2 separate regions of the Pan troglodytes genome follow, and region 2 is linked to region 1. A link is a contact called in public Hi-C data. All regions are on one chromosome and are shown on one strand. Each heading gives the region's core, a stretch centred on a gene start, on an enhancer-like site or on the middle of the called end of the contact. The rest is flanking DNA. Distances are from core to core; before and after follow the strand shown.

The links. Hi-C and Micro-C count contacts between places; a contact is called where the count stands out from the background.
Region 2: a contact with region 1 is called in a Hi-C map of stem cell-derived neural progenitor cells, with 8 times the contacts expected there. The contact joins two enhancer-like sites. A contact is called at or near these places in 4 of 7 Hi-C or Micro-C datasets (blood, induced pluripotent stem cells and stem cell-derived neural progenitor cells) and 1 of 1 other capture datasets (stem cell-derived neural stem cells).

What each region holds. Positions count from the first base shown.
Region 1 is chr4:57,132,762-57,135,952 of NHGRI_mPanTro3-v2.0_pri, reverse strand. No RefSeq gene overlaps it. Among named protein-coding and RNA genes, the nearest start is that of ACTBL2, 17 kb to the left of the region's middle. Within about 2 kb of position 1,267, at least 4 of the 24 cell types and tissues checked have an H3K27ac peak or open chromatin away from gene starts, as enhancers often do.
Region 2 is chr4:57,329,599-57,332,696 of NHGRI_mPanTro3-v2.0_pri, reverse strand. No RefSeq gene overlaps it. Among named protein-coding and RNA genes, the nearest start is that of GPBP1, 130 kb to the left of the region's middle. Within about 2 kb of position 1,791, at least 4 of the 24 cell types and tissues checked have an H3K27ac peak or open chromatin away from gene starts, as enhancers often do.

The DNA.
Region 1 (3,191 bases), core at 18-2,517:
ATGAAGTAGGTAAATAGACAATTTTTTGTATCCCCAAAACATTAATATTTAATATAATGTAAATGTTACTAACAGTGTCTATTTTAAATAACACCTTGCATTTCTTCAAGATAGTGCTTTCTCAGGTAATATTGCATGAGATTCTTTGTTTAGGAGGATTGGGCTATAGGAAATTCATAGAAATGCTGGAATGCTAATGGAAATTTCATGCCTTGCCTATTTCTCTCCATCCACCCATCCATCCGTCCATCCATCCATCCATCCATCCATCCTCCATCCATTGACTTGTAGTCTGATGGCTATAAAAGAGGTCACATGGATTATCAGATAATTCTTTTTGGCCAATTGTGGAATCATGTCTTAGTAATAACATGGGTTTCTCTTCTCTTGCTCTGATGGTAGTTCCCTCAACCTTTTCCCTTGGAATAAAATAAGGTCTGGATAGTAGTATTTGCAGGACCCCAGCAAGGGTAGAGGTGGGAAGTGGGAAAGGATGCTCCATTAAAATAGTGAGGAGGAAGAGCCATCTGATTTTATGCAGCTGCAAACTGAATGATGAACTGGACTGGGATCTGCAGGACTTGATGGGCCAGTCAGAATAAAATGTCCTAGTCTTTTTAAACAACAGTTTCTTTGCCTAAAACACAGAAATAGAATTCACACCTATTTCAAAGGCATGTTGTGAAGCTCAAAATAAGTTTTTGCATCATTTTGAGATGTTTTGGAACCCTTGTGTTAAAGGAATTGGAAGCTTTCTACCTCTGGTGCATGAAAAATAACCAAAGTTCAGCCCATGCAGCCATGAAGAAGCTTGAGAAAGACCACCGCTAAGAATGGAAAGGGGGCCTATAACTCTGGTACACTATACTCCTGCAGCCCAAGAGCCAGCTTCTCCAAAAACTACAGGACGGAAGTGCAAAATCCCTCTCTATGCTCTTCTCAAAGCTCTTAGAGAAGTCCTTTTGGCTCTGTTATCCTCATGGGTTCTCTGTGTGTGTGCATGTAGGAATAACAGCATGTTTGGCTGGTGGAACACCTCTGTCTTCTGAACCCTGGTTCTTCTTGATTTTCCTTTAATTAGAGTTGATTTAATTATTAAAGTTTCCTATTTTTTTTTAAGAAGGCAAGGAGTTCTCTTGATTTATAATTTCCCTAGAGCTTATTGTTGTCTTGCTATGACCCAAAGAAAAGGGTGTGTGGAAAGAGAGGTCCTATCAGAGAGTTCTGAGGCCACTGATTGACCCTCCTCTTTCTACCCTAACTAAATATGAAAATAAAAGCAGCCAGCAAACATCTGTTATCTTTATCAGAAACCTGGACTTTCAGTTTCATACCACACACGTGAAATGGAGAAAACAAATTAACTGAAGGCACTGTAGATTCTGAGTCACATAGATGTATTTTTAATTTTAAACAATTGCTTGTCACAAAACTCAAAGTATTTTTTTTTCTTTTCAGTGTAGGAACGTGGGAAATGAGTGCGTAGTGTGCCTGCAGGGCTTGGACCTTGTGCCCTTGGAGCTAGGAACACGGTGCTTTTGGGATTCTCTTTCTATCCTCTAGATGGCAGCAACATTCTTTAGTGCCTAACTGGTTAAAAAAAAAAAAAAAAAAACCTATGGAAAAGCTGCAAGTCCTGCCTGTTTAGTCTTGGCTTTCAAATTTACATAGTACCTTTACTGTGCTATTTATGTGACTGCTTGGCTTAGTGAGTCTACTATTTATTAATGAGAATACATGGCTTTCTCTGTTGTATGGAAAAATAATGGTTTTGTATATCTAGGTCTGTTGGTATCTCTAGACCAGGGTTTCTCGCATTGACATGATTGACATTTTGGGCTGCATAATTCTTTGTGGTAGGGAGCTGTGCATTGAAAGATGTTTAGCAGCATCCTTGGCTTTTACCCACCCACTAGATTCCAGTGGTACTTCTCCCCTCCCCACCTCAGTCATGACAACCAAAAATGTCTCCAGATATTGCCAAATATTTCCCGGGGGGGCAAAATCAGCCCTGGCTGAGAACCACTGAATTAGGTTGTTTTACTTATCTCCAAAGATTAGCCCCTGTATTACTATCATTTAATTTTGTAGGGATGGTTAAATTAAAGCATATCTACTTATATTTTTTCTTTTCTTTTTCTTTTTTTTTGAGATGGAGTCCTGTTCTGTCACTCAGGCTGGAGTGTAGTGGTGCAATCTTGGCTCACTATAACCTCTGCCTCCTGGGTTTAAGCAATTTTCCTGCCTCAGCCTCCCAAGCAGCTGGGATTACAGGTGCCTGCCACCATGCCCGGCTAATTTTTGTATTTTTAGTAGAGACGGGGTTTCACCATGTTCACCAGGCTGATCTCGAACTCCTGACCTCAAGTGATCTGCCCACCTCGGCCTCTCTACTTATAATTTAAATATATTCTACTTTTTATTTGTTTGCTTGGGGGATACTTTTTCTGGAGGAGAAAGAAATGAAGCTGAAAAGACAAAGATACATGTAAAGACATTGCACATCTTACCTCCAAATGAGAAGATTGAGGTTTTCAAATTATAGCTTCCTATTAATAATAGCCACACATATATACTTTTGTTACTTTTTATTCCTTTTGATTTTAACTAGCCTGGCTGAATATGAATGATGGGAAGGAGAAAAGCAAAAGGGGGTTATACTTGAAAATTGTTTTAGTCGATGAAAAAGGCTCAAAGAATTATAGAAGGATGGTGGAGATCACTCGGTCCAACTTGTGAGCCTTAAATCTGGGGTGCAGTAGTTATGGTATAAGCTGAGGAGGAGCCAGGGCAGTATCATCACAGGTGCTCAGCCCAATGGCCTCTCCTTGGTGAGGAAGGTGAAGCCAATTTGAAAGCAAAGAGAGAGATTCGGTTCTCTGCAAAAAACAAACAAAACCAAAGCCAGTCCCTCCTCCACCCAATCTTCCATTGTAAATTCTGAGAAGGGAGCACCAGGCCTGGAGGATGCTGTCAGAACAGGACTCCTGAGGAATTAGATGCATCCGAGATGGCGATGGGACCCAGGTGTAATAACCAACACTCCTCCTTCTATTAAATAGGAACTTTCTTCTGATTTGTTCCAAACACTCCCCACACTCGGAGAGCATTCCAGTGAAGTGGGTGGAGAAGGAAACAGATGTGAGACCAGATGCAGATCTGAACAAATTCATTAGGTGAGTTCACGGATC
Region 2 (3,098 bases), core at 542-3,041, 200 kb before region 1:
TATGACATTTGAAAAATATTTTTAAAGTAGATTCAGGCCCAGTGTGGTGTCTCTCGCCTGTAATCCCGGCACTTTAGGAGGGCGAGGCAGGAGGATTGCTAAGGCCAGGAGTTTGTGATAAGCCTGGGCAACATAGTGAGAGTTCACTTCTACAAAAAACTTAAAAAAAAAAAAAAAGAGACTACAGTATATTCTGTAGAATTGCCTTTAAAAGAGGCCACGACAATTTACATTTTATAATCTGAAGGATATTTAAAAAATTATTGTCTAATTTAAAACAGGCATGTCTTAATTAATAAAAAACAAAGAAAATCCATAAAATTGTTCTTGAATTCCCTTTGTTCTCCAAATGTGAAGAGATACATGGATTTTCACCTTTCCTGGCTTCCTCCAGGGAGTCCTCCCAGGTGAGCAGGAGATGGAGAAGGTAGCTTCGGACAGCAAAGATTAATGAGAGTCTTCAGAGAGCTTGTTTCTGTCCCCTGGAACTTACCTGATAAGCAAGAAAAAGTTAGAAATTTACTACATATTGAGTATGCCTAGTCTCAAAATCTGAAATCCAAAAGGCCCAAAATCTAAAACTTTTTGAATGATGGCCAGCATAAAATAAATGCTCCTTGGGGCATTTCAGATTTTCCTACTGGGGATGCTTAGCTAGTGTAATGTAAGAATTCCAAAACCCAAAACGTTTTGAAATGCCAAATACTTCTGGTCCCAAGCAGTCCCAAGAATTTCGACTAAAGGATGCTCAACCTGTATTTGGTGTTTTATTTATAGTTCCAGCATGAGAGAAAGGCATCTCTGAGTTTCAGAAAAGATTTTGGTTGAGCATATGAAAATATTGGCTGAAGAAAGAAAAGGCCTTTAGAATTTACAGAAACATGAAGTGGAAATGGCTCTTCCTCTGACTTAGGCAGTGAATGTAGAACACACCTGGAGAGCTTAATGGGATCTTTCACAGAAATGAAACTCCTCAACAAATGTTTGTCAGCTTAGGTGAGGTTCTTGGCTAAGGCACCAGTAGTGGACTTTGATATTCTTTTACAAGTGTATCACTCACCAGCAGAGGGGGCCAAAGAGCTTTCCAAGGTTTGGAAACTCCCTGGCGTCAGAGAAAGCATCAGTATCACCTTTGCCTAATAGTGCAGCATATAAAAAAATGTTTAAATTTGGTGTCCAAGAAGAAATGCCATAGCAGTCATTTTCTTAAATAAGTAATTTTAAATAGAATGACATATGCACATTGTTAAAATGCAAATACAAAGAATACAAGAAGGCTTTTTGTATATAAAAACATAAAATGTTTTAAAAGACAGCGCTGGGGCTAAGACTCAGAACTATGTATTTTAGACACTGCTCCCCCAGTAACCAGTTTGGAAACCTCCGGGATAGCTAATGGCTTCCCTCAGGTAGAGAGTTGCCCTCTCCTTAAAAAGTCCCTGCTGGAGGGACAGAAAGGGTGACTTTTGTGGTTCTGGCTTTGTCCTATGGCCCTTTGGATTCCTTCCCACCTTACTGATCATGGTAGTGGAGTGGGTGGTGGTTGGAGGAGAGGCAAAAAGAGCATGTTTCTGTTCTAAACAACTGTCATACAGGGGCTCTGTGTTGATAAAAACACCCATGCTTTTAATTTCACATAATTTGTGGTTTAATTTGGCTATTGCAGTGACAGTCAAGAGATGATTCTCTTTGGAGAGGCTGAGAAGAAAAGGAAAGAGACTCTAATCAGGGTGTGTTAAACTTTTTAAATAAAAAACGAACACTAGGGGGCAGCAAACCACTGTTCGGAGGAGCGTCTGCACAAAATTTAGTAAGGCCGAAAGATTGTTTTCCTGAACACCTGATGTGTTTGTTAAACATCCTCTAAAAAGGCATGTCTGCTGTCAGGCTGCTTTTACCTGAATGGTAGTTTCAATCTTTACGCTGTCTTTACGTTTCAGTTTCCTCCACACGTTCCGATACCTGCCATCTTCTCATGGAGCACATTCACATACCACAATCAGTGTTTCCGCACTCTGGGCTTCTTAAAGGGAGCCCTCCTAGTGCCTCCCACAAAGACCGCTAACATTAATCTCCAAAACCACGCACCTCGTCGGGGAACAGGCGGCTTGAACAGCTCACTTCCTGTATCTTGAGGGATGAGGAGCTGGAGGTCTCCACCCGCTGGGTCTCTGTATTAGTCTGTTTTCACACTGCTTATAAAGACATATCCGAGAGTGGGTAATTTATAAAGAAAAAGAGGTTTAATGGACTCACAGTTCCACGTGGCTGGGGAGGCCTCACAATCATGGCGGAAGGTGAAAGGCACACAAGAGAGAAAAGAGAATCAAGCAAAAGGGATTTCCTCTTATAAAACCAACATATCTCCCGAGACTTAGTCACTACCGCGAGAACAGCATGGGGGAAACTGCCCCCATGATCCAATTATCTCCCACTGGGTCCCTCCCACAACATGTGGGAATTATGGAAGCTATAATTCAAGATGAGATTTGGGTGGTGACACTGCCAAACCGTATCAGTCTCTAAGTTAATAAAGATTCTGCCAAGACCTCCTCCTGCCCTCCAGGTGATAGGAGAACTCTAGGGGTCCTATTCAAGTAAGCGTGTTCACAGGGGTGACCTTGCACTGTCCTGAGGGACGTTCCATATAAGCAAAGGCTAAATTTTGTTTGGCTAGATATTTTATTCTAAATCACCTTAGCCTATTTCCTCTGCTGACTCTGGGAATTAGCACCCGGGAGATATATATATCAGCTAGGACTCATATGGGACTTGGTACCACGTGATGCTTTCTGGTAAGTGCTGCTGAGGTGCCATCAGAGCCCAGAGTATTGGGTTATGGTGTCATTTAGCCATGAGCTGTGTGGCCTTGAACAGACCATGTAAACTCTGTTTCCTCATTTGTAAAATGAAGAAGTGAGCCTGGAAGTGAGCCCAGAAGTGCATCTCTGGATCTGATTTGAAGCAAGTAGATCACCATGCTCCATATTCTTTTACGGGATCACATTTGTAACTGCCTGTGATGGTTAATATTGAGTGTCAACTTGACTGGATTAAAGGATGCAAAGTATTGTTCCTGGCTGTGTCTATGCCAAAGG